3 separate regions of the Mus musculus genome follow, and all the other regions are linked to region 1. A link is a contact called in public HiChIP or PLAC-seq data. All regions are on one chromosome and are shown on one strand. The core of a region is the stretch at or near the end of the contact, and the rest is flanking DNA. Distances in the headings are between cores, read along the strand shown.

Evidence for each region. HiChIP or PLAC-seq counts read pairs in DNA pulled down with a chosen protein or histone mark.
Region 2: a contact with region 1 is called in an H3K4me3 HiChIP or PLAC-seq map of craniofacial prominence, with 2.9 times the contacts expected there. The contact joins the promoter of Dchs2 here to the enhancer-like site in region 1. A contact is called at or near these places in 18 of 39 promoter capture datasets (the 3T3-L1 cell line, the C10 cell line, cranial neural crest and 8 more), 6 of 15 datasets of contacts at CTCF or cohesin (embryonic stem cells, hippocampal excitatory neurons, large pre-B cells and 3 more), 119 of 484 Hi-C or Micro-C datasets (the 63-12 cell line, B cells, the Ba/F3 cell line and 66 more), 26 of 115 datasets of contacts at active chromatin or transcription factors (the 230-238 cell line, astrocytes, craniofacial prominence and 14 more) and 5 of 9 other capture datasets (adipose tissue, embryonic stem cells, embryonic tail and 2 more).
Region 3: a contact with region 1 is called in an H3K27ac HiChIP or PLAC-seq map of vascular smooth muscle cells, with 8 times the contacts expected there. The contact joins two enhancer-like sites. A contact is called at or near these places in 5 of 484 Hi-C or Micro-C datasets (the C2C12 cell line, embryonic fibroblasts, myocytes and 2 more) and 1 of 115 datasets of contacts at active chromatin or transcription factors (vascular smooth muscle cells).

The regions. Positions count from the first base shown.
Region 1 is chr3:83,287,186-83,290,028 of GRCm38.p6, reverse strand. All of the region lies in intron 10 of Dchs2 (dachsous cadherin related 2), which reads right to left. Among named protein-coding and RNA genes, the nearest start is that of Gm10710, 160 kb to the right of the region's middle. Within about 2 kb of position 1,443, at least 59 of the 459 cell types and tissues checked have an H3K27ac peak or open chromatin away from gene starts, as enhancers often do. A contact at or near this core is called in the C2C12 cell line, brain, craniofacial prominence and 9 more, where this site is marked.
Region 2 is chr3:83,126,140-83,128,982 of GRCm38.p6, reverse strand. Dchs2 (dachsous cadherin related 2) reads right to left here and starts at 1,456. Exons shown (of 20, transcript NM_001357165.2): 1 at 1-1,456. The coding sequence starts at 1,035. Gm10710 (predicted gene 10710) reads left to right here. Exons shown (of 1, transcript NM_001358023.1): 1 at 1-2,843. The coding sequence starts at 897. The coding sequence ends at 1,421.
Region 3 is chr3:83,444,884-83,447,726 of GRCm38.p6, reverse strand. No RefSeq gene overlaps it. Among named protein-coding and RNA genes, the nearest start is that of 1700028M03Rik, 130 kb to the left of the region's middle. Within about 2 kb of position 1,351, at least 63 of the 459 cell types and tissues checked have an H3K27ac peak or open chromatin away from gene starts, as enhancers often do. A contact at or near this core is called in the C2C12 cell line and vascular smooth muscle cells, where this site is marked.

The DNA.
Region 1 (2,843 bases), core at 194-2,693:
TTCTAAAGCCAAAAGAGGACGTGCTTCACTTATTGTTGGGGAGGAGGTAAATAAATAAGTAAATTCATATATTTCAAACAACCTGAAGCCATTTATGACTCGTGAGCCTTGCTTTCTCCATTGAGTGCTTACATTGTATGTCTGGCTACCACAAGAATCTGGGCTAAAAGAAAGCAAAATATACTAAATCCGGGTCTATAGTGTAGAAGGGAGATAGTCAACAAATACAACAAAGTCCGAGTTTAGACCAAAGTTTTAACAAAGACAATCTCAGTGTGAGATAATGACTGGTCCTTACACATTTCCCCCTTTCTCTAAGTGCATTTATAGTTGGAATCCATATAGAGAAAAATCGACATAGTGTGGGTCAACCAAACACCAACAAAAGGTCAACAGGACATTAGTAAGATGTTAGCAGAAGTAGACTAACCCTATACAAAGCATGTTACGTTGTTTCCTCTAGCAACGGCCTCAGATTGAGAAGTTCAAGATCTTACATTCCCAATGGCCTAAATTGAAAGTTTCTGGAATCAGGAAGAGAACAAATAAGACTGGGTGGCGCCAGGATCCTATAGCTTTCTAATGCACCGCTGGGCTGGACTGAACCTAAAACCAGCAAGGGCTGTTGGTAAAGATTCAGAAAGCAGACTGATGAGCAACTACAGCAGAGTTCCTGTGAGCAATCGGTGGATATCTGCAGCAGTAGATGGCCAGAGGAAATACATCTTCATAAAGAAAGTGACATTATGCTTGCCCAGCAGGAGCGATACCATGATCAAGAAGTTGACAATAAAAACTTAATAGTCAGCCCTATTGTCTGCTATTGAGAGAAGATATTTAAAACTGCCATATATTTGAATATTTTAGTATCTAGGGATGGGGATGAAGCTCATGATAGACCACTTGCCTAAGATGTGCCAACCCCTGGTTTCATGCCCAGATAGTGATAACAATGATAATAAAGATAATTTAGCCTCTTGATTTAATGGGCGTGTGTACGACTTCTCTTGAAAAGTGTACACAATGGCTCTTATGAGGAGAACACGGAGTACTCCAGAGTCGGAGAGGCGAGGAATTCCTACTTAATGTCTGCCTTTTGTTCTAAAACTTTTCTCCTACATTTTACATATCTGATGTTAGATGCATATCATGAGAAGTGGTGTCCGAATTAGAGTCAGGGAAGTACTGTGCTTTCCCCTGACTCCAAGACTGGGTTTGAAGGGCACAGCTGTACCTCACACACAGAGAAATTCCTGTCAGGGTACTGCAGTACCTTGCACAAAGAGAAAGTCCTGTCTGGAGACCATATGTAGTTTCTTCAGGATGGCACTGGGTACAGAGGACATTTGCACAGAATAGAAACTCCCATCTTACTGACCAATGCACTGTTTTGCTAAGGTGTCACATTTCACCACTACTGAGCAAGTGCCATAACCCCAAAGCCATCTGCCCTGCGAGGTGCCTCTTCCTCCGGGGAGCCAGAGGCAGCCACAGTCAGCTCTATGCACTAACAATGGAGCTCTTGTTATGGAACCAAATACTGGGAAAATTTTAATACCTCAGTTAAAATCTAGTAGTTGTTTTTTTTTTCTCCTTTTAATACAAGAAAAAAATCCTGCTAGATTTAGAGTGAGTCACACAATATAAACATTCAAATCCCTTTGGACTTCGAATGCCAAACAGCACTGAGTGGTTACGTTTCAAAAATCTGCATTCTAGAATGCCAGAACACATATGCTCAGCTCTCTGGTATTAAGTAACACTATAGTATTTCTTTAATACATACTATAAAGTAAACCATTCATAAATTCCAACCCGATGCCAGTTATGTTAAAATCCCAAGTACGTCATTTAATTCTCATGCATAATCCTGTTCCATTCTTTTAACCCACTAAGTGCAAAAAGAAGAAAAAGAAAAGGAAAGGGGAAAAACACAAAAAGAAAAAAGATCCAGAAGAAATATATTCAAATACACACACACACACACACACACACACACTCATATGTATTTACAAAAACACCTGCTTAATCGCTTAACAGATCTGGCTTCATTAAAAACACAGTAAATACAGTACTTGTATGAAATTCTCCAAAAATATTTTTAAAATTTTTATCAATTTGATAAAAAAAGAAAACAAAAATCTTTCAGTAATCCAAACCATCTCCAAGACATGTAAGATGAGATGAAGTTTGGGGGGGATGTTAAGTTGTACTTTAAACATCCACAAGTGTAAAGCTGCAAAAGTAATAACTGTACATCTGAATTTTCAGTTGTATTTTTGATGTCTATAATGATAAGGTTTCAACTCAAAAGAAAGTAACTACACAGCAAAGAAAGAAAAAAGAAAAAGAGAGGGGGGCGAGGGAGGGAGGGAGGGAGGGAGGAAGGAAGGAAGGAAGGAAAAAGAAAGAAAGAAGGAAAGAAAGAAAGAAAGAAAGAAAGAAAGAAAGAAAGAACGAGAGAGAGAGAAAGAAAGAAAGAAAGAAAGGAAGGAAGGAAGGAAGGAAGGAAGGAAGGAAGGAAGGAAGGAAGGAAGGAAGGAAGGAAGAAAGAAAAAGTAGACAGATTTGCATATGGCAGTCTTGTTAATACTTTCAGAGAGGGGGGTAGAAATTTTTTTTCATCTTTTCAAATATAAAAGAAAAAGAAATGCCTGTATATAGTAGAATCCTGTACAGGCAATAAAATTAACGAAGTGTGGCCAAGGGGGAAAAAAAGATTGCAGGCTGCTAAGCTGCTCATCAGCAGTGTCTTCAGCCTACGCGATCCTTCGGAGGCTCCTGCTGATGGTTACAGCAGCAACCATGGACGAGAACATTGCTGAACTAGGACCACTGTGAAA
Region 2 (2,843 bases), core at 207-2,706, 160 kb after region 1:
CAGCTCCTCCACAGAAAAATAACCCGGATCGCCCAGTGGCCCACCACCTGCGCTCGCCACGGGCACTTGCCGCTCCCGGATACTGTAGCGTACCAAGCCATTGGGGCCCAAGTCGCGATCAGTAGCACGCACGCGACAAACCTCAGAGCCCGGCTGGGCGTCCTCACGTACTGTGGCGCGGTACTCGCCCTGCTCGAAAACTGGCGGGTTGTCGTTCTCATCCAACACACGCAGCTGCACGTGCAGGAGGCCGGTGCGCCGAGGGCTGCCACCGTCCCAAGCTTCAATGTGCAGCTCGTGCGCTGCCGCCGCCTCTCGGTCCAAGCGCCGCAGCAGCACCAAGTCTAAGGGTTCCAGCGGTGATGAGGACACCGGCAGGGAAGGCGACGCCGGTAACCCCGGCGTCCCATAGCGCAATTGGAAGAAGGGTCCTGTGGGATCCTGGGGCATGTCAGAAGCTTGCAGCAAAGTGTAGCCCTGGATGCTGAACAGTCCCGCGTCCGGGTCCTGGGCTCCTGGCAGGCGGAACGCTGTCCCGGGCGGGCTGAGTTCGGACACGTCCAGCTGCAGGGAGTCGCGGGGAAAGCGAGGGGAATGGTCGTTCACGTCGTTGACGCGGATCTCCACCTGTACCACCTCTCCCAACAGCGTGGCGGCCACGAAGCTATAGTGGTCCTGTCGCTCGCGGTCCAGACGCCGAGCGGTGCGGATGATACCAGTGTCCGGGTGCACGTGGAAGTCGTCCAGCAGCGGGGAGTCATCCGAGTCCTCCGAAAGAAAAAAGCCATTCCCATCCTGTTGCTGAGCTGCTGGCAACCCCGCGCGAATGTCACCCACCAGTGTGTCTGGGGGCAGCCCCTCGTCCACCGAGAGGCTGAGGTTGAACACCTGGGCAGATGAGCCCGAGGCTGCCCACAGCCAGGCGTGGACGAAAAGCCGGAGCAGGGAGCTCTGCGCCCCGGCGCCGCGGGGCCGCCCACGGGGTGACCCAGCCGGCTGACGCCCTTCACCCATCCTTCGCCCAGCAGGGCTCATTTCTCCTCCAGCTCTTTAGGAAGAAGGCTCCGGCTAGCTGCCAGCTTGTATTGGGATCTCAGAGCAACCCAGGAGCCTCTTCAGTATTAAGCCAGGGAAGAAAAGACTTTGGCAAACAAACGAAAAGACCCGGGAGTTCCCAAGGTGGCATCTGCAACTGGTGCAGACGTCCTCTGGCCGCAGCTCACGCAGGCGGGGGCGGCTCTAGCTGCCTCTGCCTCCGCGGCCACCTCTCCAGCCTCTGGATGTCTTTAAGGGAGTCCCATCGCTTTTTCTCTCTTCTTCTATTCCTTTTACATCTGTTCCTTGTTCTGCTCGGCTGGCTGTTTCCCCCTGGTAAAGTCAGGTGCATTATTTCTTTTGCCAAAAAGGAGGAAATTATTTAAAGCGCGCACACGGAGAGGAAGGGGATCCGGCCGGGAAGGGGGTGGAGAAAGGGCGGGGAGGCCGAGGGGGCGCGGGGCGGGAGGAACGGTGGGAGGGGCCGCTCGGGCAGCAGACTGCTACAGGGGCGGCCGCTCCCCCACCCACCCCACTCCACCTCCCGCGTCTCCCGGCGCTGGGGACTCCGTGGAGCCCCCTCTGACTGGGCCTCCTACTCCTTAGTCCCCTCCCCGTGCGTGATGCGGCTCGCACCGGGATGAATTCCAACCTGCGAGCCTCGGTTCTGTAGAAGGACTAAAAAACGGCTAGCCGGATGGACACGCAGCCCCAGACAGTGACGCTGATGGGGTTGTCTGGCTTGGCTTTGCGTGCAAAGTGTACTGGGTTAGGGAAGAGGCCAGTAGCTTGCCCCTAAGCTCGCTCTCTCCATCCTCAGAACAGCCCCTGCAGCGAGCCTGCCCATGGCTCCATGTAAGGTGGGGGTTATATGGTCACTTTAAGGAGACAAACTTGTGCTCTCTATTTGGCGAGAGAACCCCACCTCCTCAGCGGAAGGACAGATGGAGTCAAAAGGAGATGCACAGCTGGGGCCAGTTTGACTGTAAAGCAGGGAAGGCGGAACTTGGAGAAAAAAAAAAGAAGAAGAAGAAAGGAGAAAGAAAACTTCCAGAAATCCCGAAAAAATCTGTGACACACATGGCACGCTTTATTATGCCGAGCTACTATTTAGCAGCGTGCTAGTGTCTTGTCACTCCCCTCTGCCACCTGTGATGACAACAATGGATGGAGCTTGCGGACCTTTTTAGGCATCCAGCGCCATCATACCTGCCAGCATATTTTATGATGATGATTTATGTGCGGATTGACCTTGTGGCATAAGCCCCAGCACACGGCTTTACCTCCAGCCCTATGAGAAGAACCTTGCAGGGATCTGATAGCTCTTCCAAAGTAGCTTAGGGTTGAATCCAAAGACAATTCACCTCAGCCTGTGTAGTCTCGGGCTTCTCTCCTGCTATCCACAGCTATAGATGGAAACTGACAAATGGCCTCTAATAAAGTATGCTCCACCAGAGGAGTCTGCTCTCTTGAGAGCGGCCAGCCATATGTAGCAAAAGGTTTCTGCAATTTTGCATTTCAGCCAGAAGGAAGAATTAATTTCCTAGATACTGTTCTGTGCTAGGGGGAGACCAAAAGGCCAGCATACAGTTCCCCAGAAACCCCAGTGAAACGCCTTCTTATATTGAGTGGCCTATGCATGCCATTGCTAATTAGCAGCCACACCAACCTGTACCCCTGAAAAAATAATAATCAAATGATTTTCTTGGCAGTGTTGTATGTAACCAGAGATGCTATTAAAATAATGTCAGCCTCCCTTTTATCGATCAAGTGCCTTTAAGCATTTGGGAGATCAGGCTTGAGCCTTT
Region 3 (2,843 bases), core at 102-2,601, 160 kb before region 1:
CCTGATTTGATGACATGTAAGAATTAGGGGGTGATTTGAGCATTAAAGAATGATGAGCTGTACCTAGGACCCATGTGACAGCAACAAAGTGTGACAACGCAGTGTTTTCTTCAGCTGAGCAAAGCATTGGGATCAGTGAGAAGGGGTAGAATGGTTTGGCCATGGTACTCAGAGATCCTAGCAGGAGGGACTCCAAGGTGCTACCAGGAACAAGCCTGAAATGACCATGTGGCTCAAATTGGTTGAGCAAATGACACTTAGAGTTTAGAAGCAGACAAACCAGAGGTCCATCACATAGAATAAAATCTATGCTGAAACTGTATTACAAGGGTTAATTTAGGAGATAGGTTGGGAGGTAATTAAGATAAAAGCGCTATTGTTGAGAATGATGTTAGTGATCTTGAACATGAGAACTAAGCAAGTGCAATGACATGGACCTATACCTAGGAATTCAGGAGACCAAGGCAGAGGGATTATGAGTTCAAAGCCAACCTAACCTACATAGCAAAACTATCTCAAGAAAGAAATGGGGGTGAAATAAAGGAGAGGTTCAGTGATATTTATACTTTGTTCTGTCACATGAGAACACAGTTAACTGACATCATTTATGAAACAGAAAACTGCTCTCACAAGACTTAATTTGGGTGCCTTAAGTCTTGCTCTACTTCCAGAAGTGTAATAAATAGTTTCTGTTCTCTTCATCTATGCAACACAGAGTATTTCATCAAAATCATCCCAATGGACTAAGATAGAATATCTCTAGGCAGTGGCAACACTGGATCATGAATCATAGCCTTGAAAGTACACTTCTGTAGAGAAATAATGGAAATGGTCACAGGACTATGAAGCTGAGGAGATGGTTTAAACATGGTTGTCCTTCAACTAGAATGCCAAGACTTCTGGTTGAAGACACAGTCTACGTAGACACCAGACCCTGGGCTCCTTGGAAGTTGCTGCCATTGTTGGTGTTTAAAGTATTTGTTGCTACTTTTTTGGTTAGTAGTGATTTTAAGGACTTGGTGTTGTCAAAAACACCAGCAGAGAAGACCAACATGCTGGTCCTGTGCAGACACTGCTAAGCATCTGGGGCAGTACAGAGCCTGCCCTTGCCCTTGGAATTGGCGCAGAGGAGGGTTGCTTTGGCGCTGCCTTTGACTTATTCATGTAACGTTGGACTTCATAACAACCTTTCCGGGCTCCTTATCTATGAAATGTGAATCTTGGCTTATGCGGTTTCCCAGGAATTTTCTGGCTCCATTTCACATTCAGTTTCAGCAGAATGTTGGTTTCTAACCTTTCCCAGGCTGCTGTTGTTTAGCTTAATTGCTAGCCCTCCACAGACTCCATGCTGCCTGACCTCACCCTCAGATTACTCTTTCTCTCCACTTAGAGATAACAGCCTCAACTACCTCAGGATAATTCTACCAGCTGCCAAAACTATTTCCAAAATGCAAACTTGTGGCCGCTGACTCATGCACTGCAGGGAGGCACTGCAAACCTTGGGAGCAAAGCCAGGAAACGGGCCCTTTAGATGTCTTGTGTGAGTCAAAGGAGGAAGAGACACACCATTAAAGCTGCCACAAGTGTCACTTCTAAAATGTAAGAAGTATACATGGCCCCTGCAGTTGGGTAACTTAAAACGGAAAATATGTAAGCACAAAAACATTATCTGTACATCATTCTGCAAAGATGATAAATACATGGTTTAGGTGTCAACAGATATGATCCAAGAACACGCTGCCAAGACCAAGTCTAGCTGACAACACGTATCTAGAATTCAAGTATGGAAGTCCAACATCACAGGAATGAATGAGATGTGGGGGAAAAGAGTGGGGGTACAAAGACAGACACCATCAGTGCTGCATTAAGTGGGCACCCTTTTCTATAGAGCCAGACGAATAGGAAGCGATGAAGGCACAGAGTGAATGAGTCAGGGAACTAGGCAAGTGAAGCCACATAGTACTACAGAAATTGCAGGCCAGTGAAGAAAATGACAGTATAAAGAGCAACAGGTTCTAGAGATGCCCATTCAGAGGAGGAATTGGAGACTGGATAGAAATCAGGAGAGAATAAGGCTTCATCTGTGGTTTAGCAATAGAGAAGAATTTATTGGAAGCATTAGATTAGAAGTGGGCATAGCAGATGGAGCTTGAAGCTGCAGAGAAAAGAGACCACACCGAGAGGCACAGGAATAGGAGAGGGAGGAACATTTTTGAAGTTGAAACTAATACACAAGCGCATATATTAAAGTGGATGTTACAGTGTTTTATATCATGCCAGTGCTATGTGTTGAATGTGAACTGTTCTTAACAAGCTTGTGATACGATTCTGAAAGGGCCTGGGTCTTCAGGACATGGGATCTATCTGGTGGTAGTGGGGCAAACCTTATGGGTAACATATAGTATGGGTAACATACATCAGCTTTCAGACAAGCTAGCCCTATTTTTCTTTTGGACCACTAAGTTGTGAGGAGGCCTGGTGACAAGCCTTGGTCACTTTGAACTACATCCTACCTCCTCTGCCAGGATGCAATGTATCCTCTTAGAACATGAGCCAATGTTTTAGGTATTTTGTCCCAGTGACAAGAAATGTGACCAGTATAGACATAGCACATGGGGACGTGTTTCTCAGCATGCCAAGCAGAGGAAAAGCAGAAAACAGGGTGCCTTAGAAAGTTCTGGAAAATTGACAGTACCATATAATTATGTCCCAAGTGGGTATGAAAGAAAACCAATGTCTCATCTGACTGGTAGGGGACAATTGAGAGGGAGCAAGAAATGACTGCTTCATTAGTGGGAAGGTGGATTCCCACCTCTTATTACCATGGCTCTCTTTTCTGTCAC